Regions from separate parts of the Mus musculus genome. Here region 1 is linked to region 2. Evidence: chromatin contacts called from public HiChIP or PLAC-seq data. All regions are on one chromosome and are shown on one strand. Each heading gives the region's core, a stretch centred on a gene start, on an enhancer-like site or on the middle of the called end of the contact. The rest is flanking DNA. Distances are from core to core; before and after follow the strand shown.

Region 1 (3,347 bases), core at 81-2,580, 520 kb after region 2:
CTATCCTGGAACTCACAATGGAGACCTGGCTGGCCTTAAACTCATAAAGATCCCTTTGCTGCTGCTGCCTCCTGAGTGCTGAGATTGAAGGTGTGAGTCGCCATGCCTGGCTTTACATGGGTTTAAATGTTAACTTTGAAACGGCTGTGCTGGGAAAGAGTTTATAGTAAGGTGGCTGGATAGAACTTTTTGCTTCGCACAGGCGCTTCCTTGATTCTGAGCATACACAGAGTCCTTACAAATGACAGGCTGTGGGGGCAGGGAGGGGGGAGGGCAGCAGACGTCATACTAGGCTTGCTTTGAGGTTAAAAAAGAAAGAGTGGAATCTAATGATAATGTTCTAAGAAGTTTCATTGTGGGACACAGATAGATACACACATGGCCCTGTTTGCTTGTCTAGAAGAAGCTCTGTTCACCTCCCTCCAAAGACAGAGCCTTACTTGATTACCAGTTGCCTGAGGGCAGGGTGAGTGGCCTGGTTTCTAGCCGTTAGTCAGAATGGATGATCAAGAGGACAGTGCTGGTGGGGGCTGTGACTCTCCCTATGTGGGAGACTGAGGCAGGAAGACTGAAAGTTCAAGGCCAGCCAGAGCGAAAGAGCAAGTTCACAGCTAGTCTGGGCTAAACAGTATCAAGCCAAAACCTTAAGAAAGGGTTGTACTGTAGATCAGAGGTAGTGCCACCCACCGTGTATGTGTGAGTCGTAGGTACCATCCCCAGTACTGAACACTGTATTGTGTATATTTTCCTGTGAAGCCATTGCTCCAGTCCTGTTATTCATGGGTTTTAATGTTTTGTTGCTTGTATGCTTAGGAGGGCCACTGATGCTAACATTTATCTTTGCTTTTAATACCAACCAAATGTTGGTCTTTATCAGGAGGTTTGGAGGAAGTCAAGAACTAGAGTTGACTGCCTATTCTCTATGGGAAATTACTTCGAGTATTTGTTCTCAAAATATCATAATATTAAAAAAACAAAATACTGAAAACAAAGACTTACTTTATTTAAAAAACATTTTTTTTTCTTATTGAAAAGATTTTTAAAACGATTACTGTATTTTAAGCCACATATTTAGTAAATAGATACTTTTAAAATTATGAAAAAAAAATACCAGTAAGAGGAGGAAGAAGAGATGGGAGAGAGAGAAAGAATACTGACATTTCCTATTGCAGGAGGCTAGGCTTATCTTGTACTTAATATAACATCTAACTTATAGACAATAGCTTCAATAGAACAATGCACAGCCGAGTGAGATTTGGCATAGACGCATCCTGGTCACAATATATGATAATGTGCCATTCGTTGCTATATTCACTTCCTGAGCTGAAGGCCACAGGGCAGTCAGGCTTGGAAGTGCTCAACCACTAGAAACAGCAAGCCAGTTGAGAACAATTGCTCTGACTATCTTCAGAAGATGAACTGAAAGCTAAGCAGTGGAAGTTCCTATACTGTTGGCAACATGGTCATTCCCAAATTCTGAGGTAGCCAAACATGGAGCTAAGGGTCTGCTGGAGGTAAAACAAAGAAAGGATGATAATGAACCACTCCATCTGATAAGTGGACCCCTGGGCTGACAACGCTTTCTGCCCCTGTGAGTCAGTCCCCTGGGGGACACTTGTGCTATAGATAGGACTCGCTAAGCTCCCCAACAGAAGGGTGCTACAGTGTGTCTCATCTCTTGAAAGACACTGGATGGAGAGGGAAGCAGGCAACAGGCATTTCTCCTTCAGGACCAGTGCAGCTTCCCTTTCTCAGTCAAGATATGGTTGGTATTCACAGGCACCTACTGATAGACAGGCTGGCACTCACAGGCACCCACTGATAGACAGGCTGGCACTCACAGGCACCCACTACTCACTGATAGACAGGCTGGCACTCACAGGCACCCACTACCCACTGATAGACAGGCTGGCACTCACAGGCATCCACTACCCACTGATAGACAGGCTGGCACTCATAGGCACCCACTACCCACTGATAGACAGGCTGGCACTCACAGGCACCCACTCCCCACTGATAGACAGGCTGGCACTCACAGGCACCCACTGATAGACAGGCTGGCACTCACAGGTTGATACCCACTGACATACAGGAATGACCTGAGATGAAGTTTGCTTCCGAGTATCTCCATTCTACCAGGATGGTTCAGCTTGGCCAGGGTGTGGCTGAAGCGTGAGGGGCTTCATGCAGCCTTTGAGGGCTATGTGAAGGCATTCATTTTGGTATAAATGTATTCACTGGGTTTTAGGAAATGGCCATTACTCTGCTGAAGTGTTCCTGTTCTAAACAGAATTTCTAACATACTCTTCTGAAGAGGTTTTTACACAGTGAACGATCAAAGTGACAGAACACAGATAAGGTCCCAGAGGGCAACCTCATAGCACCGGCTCGCTGAACTGGGGGAGGCCAGACAGAGATGTTCTCTTCCTGGATCACTGAAGAGAATGATTGACAGCCATGGCCACCTCCAAGTCAATTTCTGGAGTGACATGTCTAGAGAGATTCCCATTATTTAGAGCAGATTTTAGCCTAATACAATTTCCTGTGGCTGATATAAGCTCCGGATGGTGTCGTGCGGCTGTTCCTCTAAGACTAATCTCATTTGCCATCACTGTTCTAGAAAACGCGCCCAAGAGGCATTCTGGTGGTCCAAAGCATGTTAATAAATATCACTCTCACCCTTCACCATTGGTAAAGCTGTTTCTCACTATGCACGGGTTCAATACTGTAAACATCTAGGCTCAGTTCTTGAGAACCTTGTCGTGTGGCGAATCTAACTCTATGGTGTCTCTTTGCCGGCACGTCTACAACTCTCTTGCTTCACACCAAGGCTGGGTTATCAGTGAGGCCGATTAACGAGAGCCTGGCTGCAAATATATCCCGAAGACGTTAGTCTCTTAAAAATCCGTTTCCAGAATTAATATATTCTTTGGTTTAAGTGAATGTTAAATAAGCAAGTGAGACAAAGGAGGTCTGAGGGGAATGAGAAGCAATTCAGATCCAAACAAATTTTCCTTTTTTTCTAGTCATTCCTTCTATGTTTTCCCATCAGTAAGAGGTGATTCGTGGGTTGAACTAGCCCTGGTCATGACTTCATGTTGTCTTCACGGATTAGACAACTTGTCATTTCCGTGTGTTTGTCACGCTTCGGGCCTACCAATTCAAACAGTTCAGTTATACAAAGAATAAACAAATGATAACAGCACCTTCAAATTTCACACTAACAAAACAGAGTGATAGCTATCTCCTCTCAGACTTCCCAGAGAGTCCTTGAGCACCTTTGAGCACCTCGGAGCTGGTTCATCTTACCCGCTGCCTAATACAAGAAGCACCTCCCCTGCCCGCCC
Region 2 (3,746 bases), core at 516-3,015:
AACACACACACTGAAATCCTACTTATCACCTCAGGGAAAAGCACAGGTTTAGAGCAGGAGCCGGCAGTACAAAGTCTGTGCTTCACATCTGTCGCCACGCCTGCTTCTCTGCCACAATAGGAACCAAACTCGGAAAATAAAGAAATTCTAAACTGTGCTGGTGACGTGACTGAGGCCTGATAGAAGATTCCAGTACACGATAAATCCTGGGAGAACTCATAAAAGGAGCACACACTCAGGAGCTGTGACTGGGCTCCAACTGAACGTCAAGAGAGCAAAGCTGTTACCTAGGACATTCTCACCACACAGTAAGCCATGGGCAGCCCTGCCTAAGGAAATCCCACTTGAAATGTCTTGTTACGCACTTACCATTGCAGCCTTCAGCGCCACAGCATCCAGGTTGGGCATATTGGCTAAAGAACCCTAGAAGAAAGTTATAAAAATGGTTCATTAGAAGATTGCCCAAGTTCAGAAAAATCACATAGTTGTTTCCAAAGAAAAGCGGCTTCTCGTAACTACAGTAAGAGTAGGGCGGTGACTGAGGAGCAAAGGCGCAAGTTATCAACAACGGAAACACCACCACCCTTGAGATGTACTCGGAGCAAGGAAAGGAAAGTGACAAGCACTTGGAGGCTGCGGCCAGGTGTGGAGGCTGCTGCCCTCCAAGCGAGCAGAGAACAGCGAAGTTGCACTGTCAATCCATTTCAGAAAAATTAGAGAACAAAAGCTGCTAATTCTTTGCTTAATTTTTAAGGCAGGATGGTACTTTGTATTAGGGTTTCCCATCACCCCAGGACCTATTAGTACTGGGGTTCTGTTCTGTAAGATTATTTCAGTTCAGAACATTTTTCTTTACTGATCTGCTAAGTTAGATGGAGGATTATATTACTTGTCTAGCAATCCATACATTCATTTGGTTGAAAATAAAATGGGACTTTAAAAATCCATCAGTATGAACATTGCATACACTTTGTAACACCAGTTTCTCTGTCTTCGCATCTTGTGACACTAATTCCTAAATATTCTCATTACTTTTCACCAATAATTATTCTCATTCTCAGGCGTTCTCCTAGCCCTGACAGTCACTGTACTTAGCCTGTCTCAGCGCAGGACATGAACACAGAAGACAGCTAATCCGTAGCAGGGCCACGATTAAACTCTAGAGTCATCTCTAGAAGCCACCCCAGCTGCCCCTTTGCCAGGCCAAGTGGTACGCACCTGATCAGGTCTATGTTGCTGTATAGTGTTGTAGATGTAGCTCAAGCCAACTCTAGTTAAAACATAAGAGGCTTGCTCATTGATAAGAGTGTCCAGATGGGCTTCAATCTACAATAAAGCACAGCAGAAGAAGCACTTAGAAGAGAACTATCAGTAAGAGCAGAGCACACTGGGCCGGCGGGCGGCCATCATGGACCTGACAGGCAGCCTCCGTCTGTCCGAGACAGCTGCTGCTTCCCTTAGTTACAACTAACCAACAGTTCCAGGGCTGGCCACTAGCTAGGAAATATGGGTGCCTGTTCTCTCAGCTGTTTCAAAAGCAGAACTCGGAAGTCGTCACAACCATGTGAAATAAATTACTCAGGGAGAACGAGGCCTTGAAGGCTACATCCTGAGCCTGCCTCCCTCCCTTCCCTGGACAGCCCAATCTCCGAAGAACCTTGGTGAGAATCGGCGCTGCAGCTGAGAAATGAGGCACCTGCAGGAAAGCGCCCCAATAAAAGGAAGCTGCTCTTCCCACTTGCCAGCCTCCCCCTTCCCTTACACACCACGAAGCGTCCCCAATTTTACAATCTGTCAACTACACAGAGCACCACCAACTCCCGTCTCTGCGCTATGTCAAAGCCTGCCTAGTTCAAGCCACTCCAGCACCAGCCTTCCTCCCACCAAGAAGCCTCCCACGTTCTTCTTTTTCATGTAAATACCCAAGGAAGCATAACTAAGGGTCCTTACTTCCTGGATTTACTGAAACCTAAAAAAAATAGTTCGTTCAAATGTAAGCGTTTAATGAAAGTGAAAAAGAAGACAGTGCTGACAGCCAAGTCAGTGAACTGAAAAAGAAAGAGACAGAAAATATCAAAGAAATGAGACAAAGAGTCGCACAGTAAACTGGAGAAGAGACCCATGATATAAAATGAAACAAAGATAGGATCTGCAGAGTGTAAGAGAGTAACACACAGAGAGATGACAGATAGACAGACAGACAGTCAGACAGAGTGAAAAGTTTGAATCTTTGAACGGAAATGGCTCTCAAATGTTTATGATGGGAATAATCGGAAAAAAGAAATACCTAATATGTTGTGGAGAAGTAACTGAACCCAAAGAAAAATCCTTACAGGCTTCTAGGTGGACAGAGCCTGTTATTCCAGGAGGCTCAGACTTGCCTGATCTTAGCAGCAGTGCTGGGGAAAGCTAGATGACAGCTGGAGAGGAGTGAGGTGATGGTGGGATCTGGAGCCTCAACCCAACAACACAAACTGTAGCTGGAGGATCCCATGAACCTCAGTCTAGCTTTACCCCTGTATGTCTCTAGAAGTGTGTGTGCAGAGTCCAGCGCACACATCATACGTGGTGGGGAGCATAGAGACTCTGGACAAACTAACAAACTCCATCTAACAGATACGGAACTTTGTGCCATGCAGAAAATGTACAGAACTGCAGACAAGCATGTAACTGCTGGTAATGCAAAATAATGAACATTTTAAGGAAATAGATCTGAGACAAGTGGCAGAGAATTGGGGTTGACTTAGAAACAAATATGCAAAACATACTTATGAAGTATGGAAATTAATCATTCTCCCTTACATGGCTCAGTTATCAGCACTGAAAAGAGGAGAGACTCTTCAGAAGGCCATCTCCTGCCTCAGACTATAGTGTAGGTCAAGAAGGCCAAAGTGACCATGAGGCAGGAGGACGAGGTCGTGAGGAATAGAAGACACAGATAAGCATGAGGGGCTGAGGGTGAAGCAGCAGGAGAGGGCATGGGGTGGGGACAGGAGGACGAGGTCGTGAGGAATAGAAGACACAGATAAGCATGAGGGGCTGAGAGTGAAGCAGCAGGCAGCAGGAGAGGGCATGGGCTGGGGACAGGAGGAACAGAGGAGAGGGCAGTGGACAAGCACACATGCACTCATGCAGATGCTATCCTGAAGCCCATTATTTGTGTGCTAAGCTAAAAGGTATTAAAAACTGGATCCTCTCCAAAACCTTAAGTGTCACACACCAGAATTTAGAGCTGCCAATGTACATTCCAAAGGAAATGAGTGTACAAATAGGTGAATGGGAGACACTAGTTCACAACTGTGCCTTTGTACAGCAAACTCCAACATTATTAAGATGTTATTATTATTGATCCTCCTCAAGTATTTTTAAAAGAGTTAGAAATTAGAAAATTTACATATATAAAAGCTACTTCTCAGAAAAACACAAAGCAACAAATCAAACTTACTATATTCACTACTAAAGTGTTCGTGCTTTTTATAATAGAACATTCGGGGTCTTTGCTTCAGCCTTGTTCCCTTGAACGCTGCACTACCAGTCAGTGCATCAGTACCCAAGTGTTAGTTAGGTAACTTACAGATGGCTCTGACTCAGCCATCATTCAGTTTTTGAGAGACACCAGCGGGCTAACGGGAACAGTGACTGTTAAAGAAGTGTTTGCCTGGTACTGCTTCTGTCCTCTGTACCACCTGCTGTACACAGTGCACTGCTGGAGAAATACAGCCTGCCATGTAACACGGCATCTGCAT

The links. HiChIP or PLAC-seq counts read pairs in DNA pulled down with a chosen protein or histone mark.
Region 1: a contact with region 2 is called in an H3K27ac HiChIP or PLAC-seq map of large pre-B cells, with 7 times the contacts expected there. The contact joins two enhancer-like sites. A contact is called at or near these places in 1 of 15 datasets of contacts at CTCF or cohesin (large pre-B cells), 1 of 115 datasets of contacts at active chromatin or transcription factors (large pre-B cells) and 1 of 9 other capture datasets (embryonic stem cells).

The regions. Positions count from the first base shown.
Region 1 is chr3:53,512,956-53,516,302 of GRCm38.p6, forward strand. Frem2 (Fras1 related extracellular matrix protein 2) reads right to left here. Exons shown (of 24, transcript NM_172862.3): 24 at 983-3,347. Among named protein-coding and RNA genes, the nearest start is that of Stoml3, 26 kb to the left of the region's middle. Within about 2 kb of position 1,331, at least 12 of the 459 cell types and tissues checked have an H3K27ac peak or open chromatin away from gene starts, as enhancers often do.
Region 2 is chr3:52,988,741-52,992,486 of GRCm38.p6, forward strand. It overlaps Cog6 (component of oligomeric golgi complex 6), which reads right to left. Exons shown (of 19, transcript NM_026225.3): 16 at 1,219-1,326; 17 at 370-423. Among named protein-coding and RNA genes, the nearest start is that of Cog6, 27 kb to the right of the region's middle. Within about 2 kb of position 1,766, at least 41 of the 459 cell types and tissues checked have an H3K27ac peak or open chromatin away from gene starts, as enhancers often do.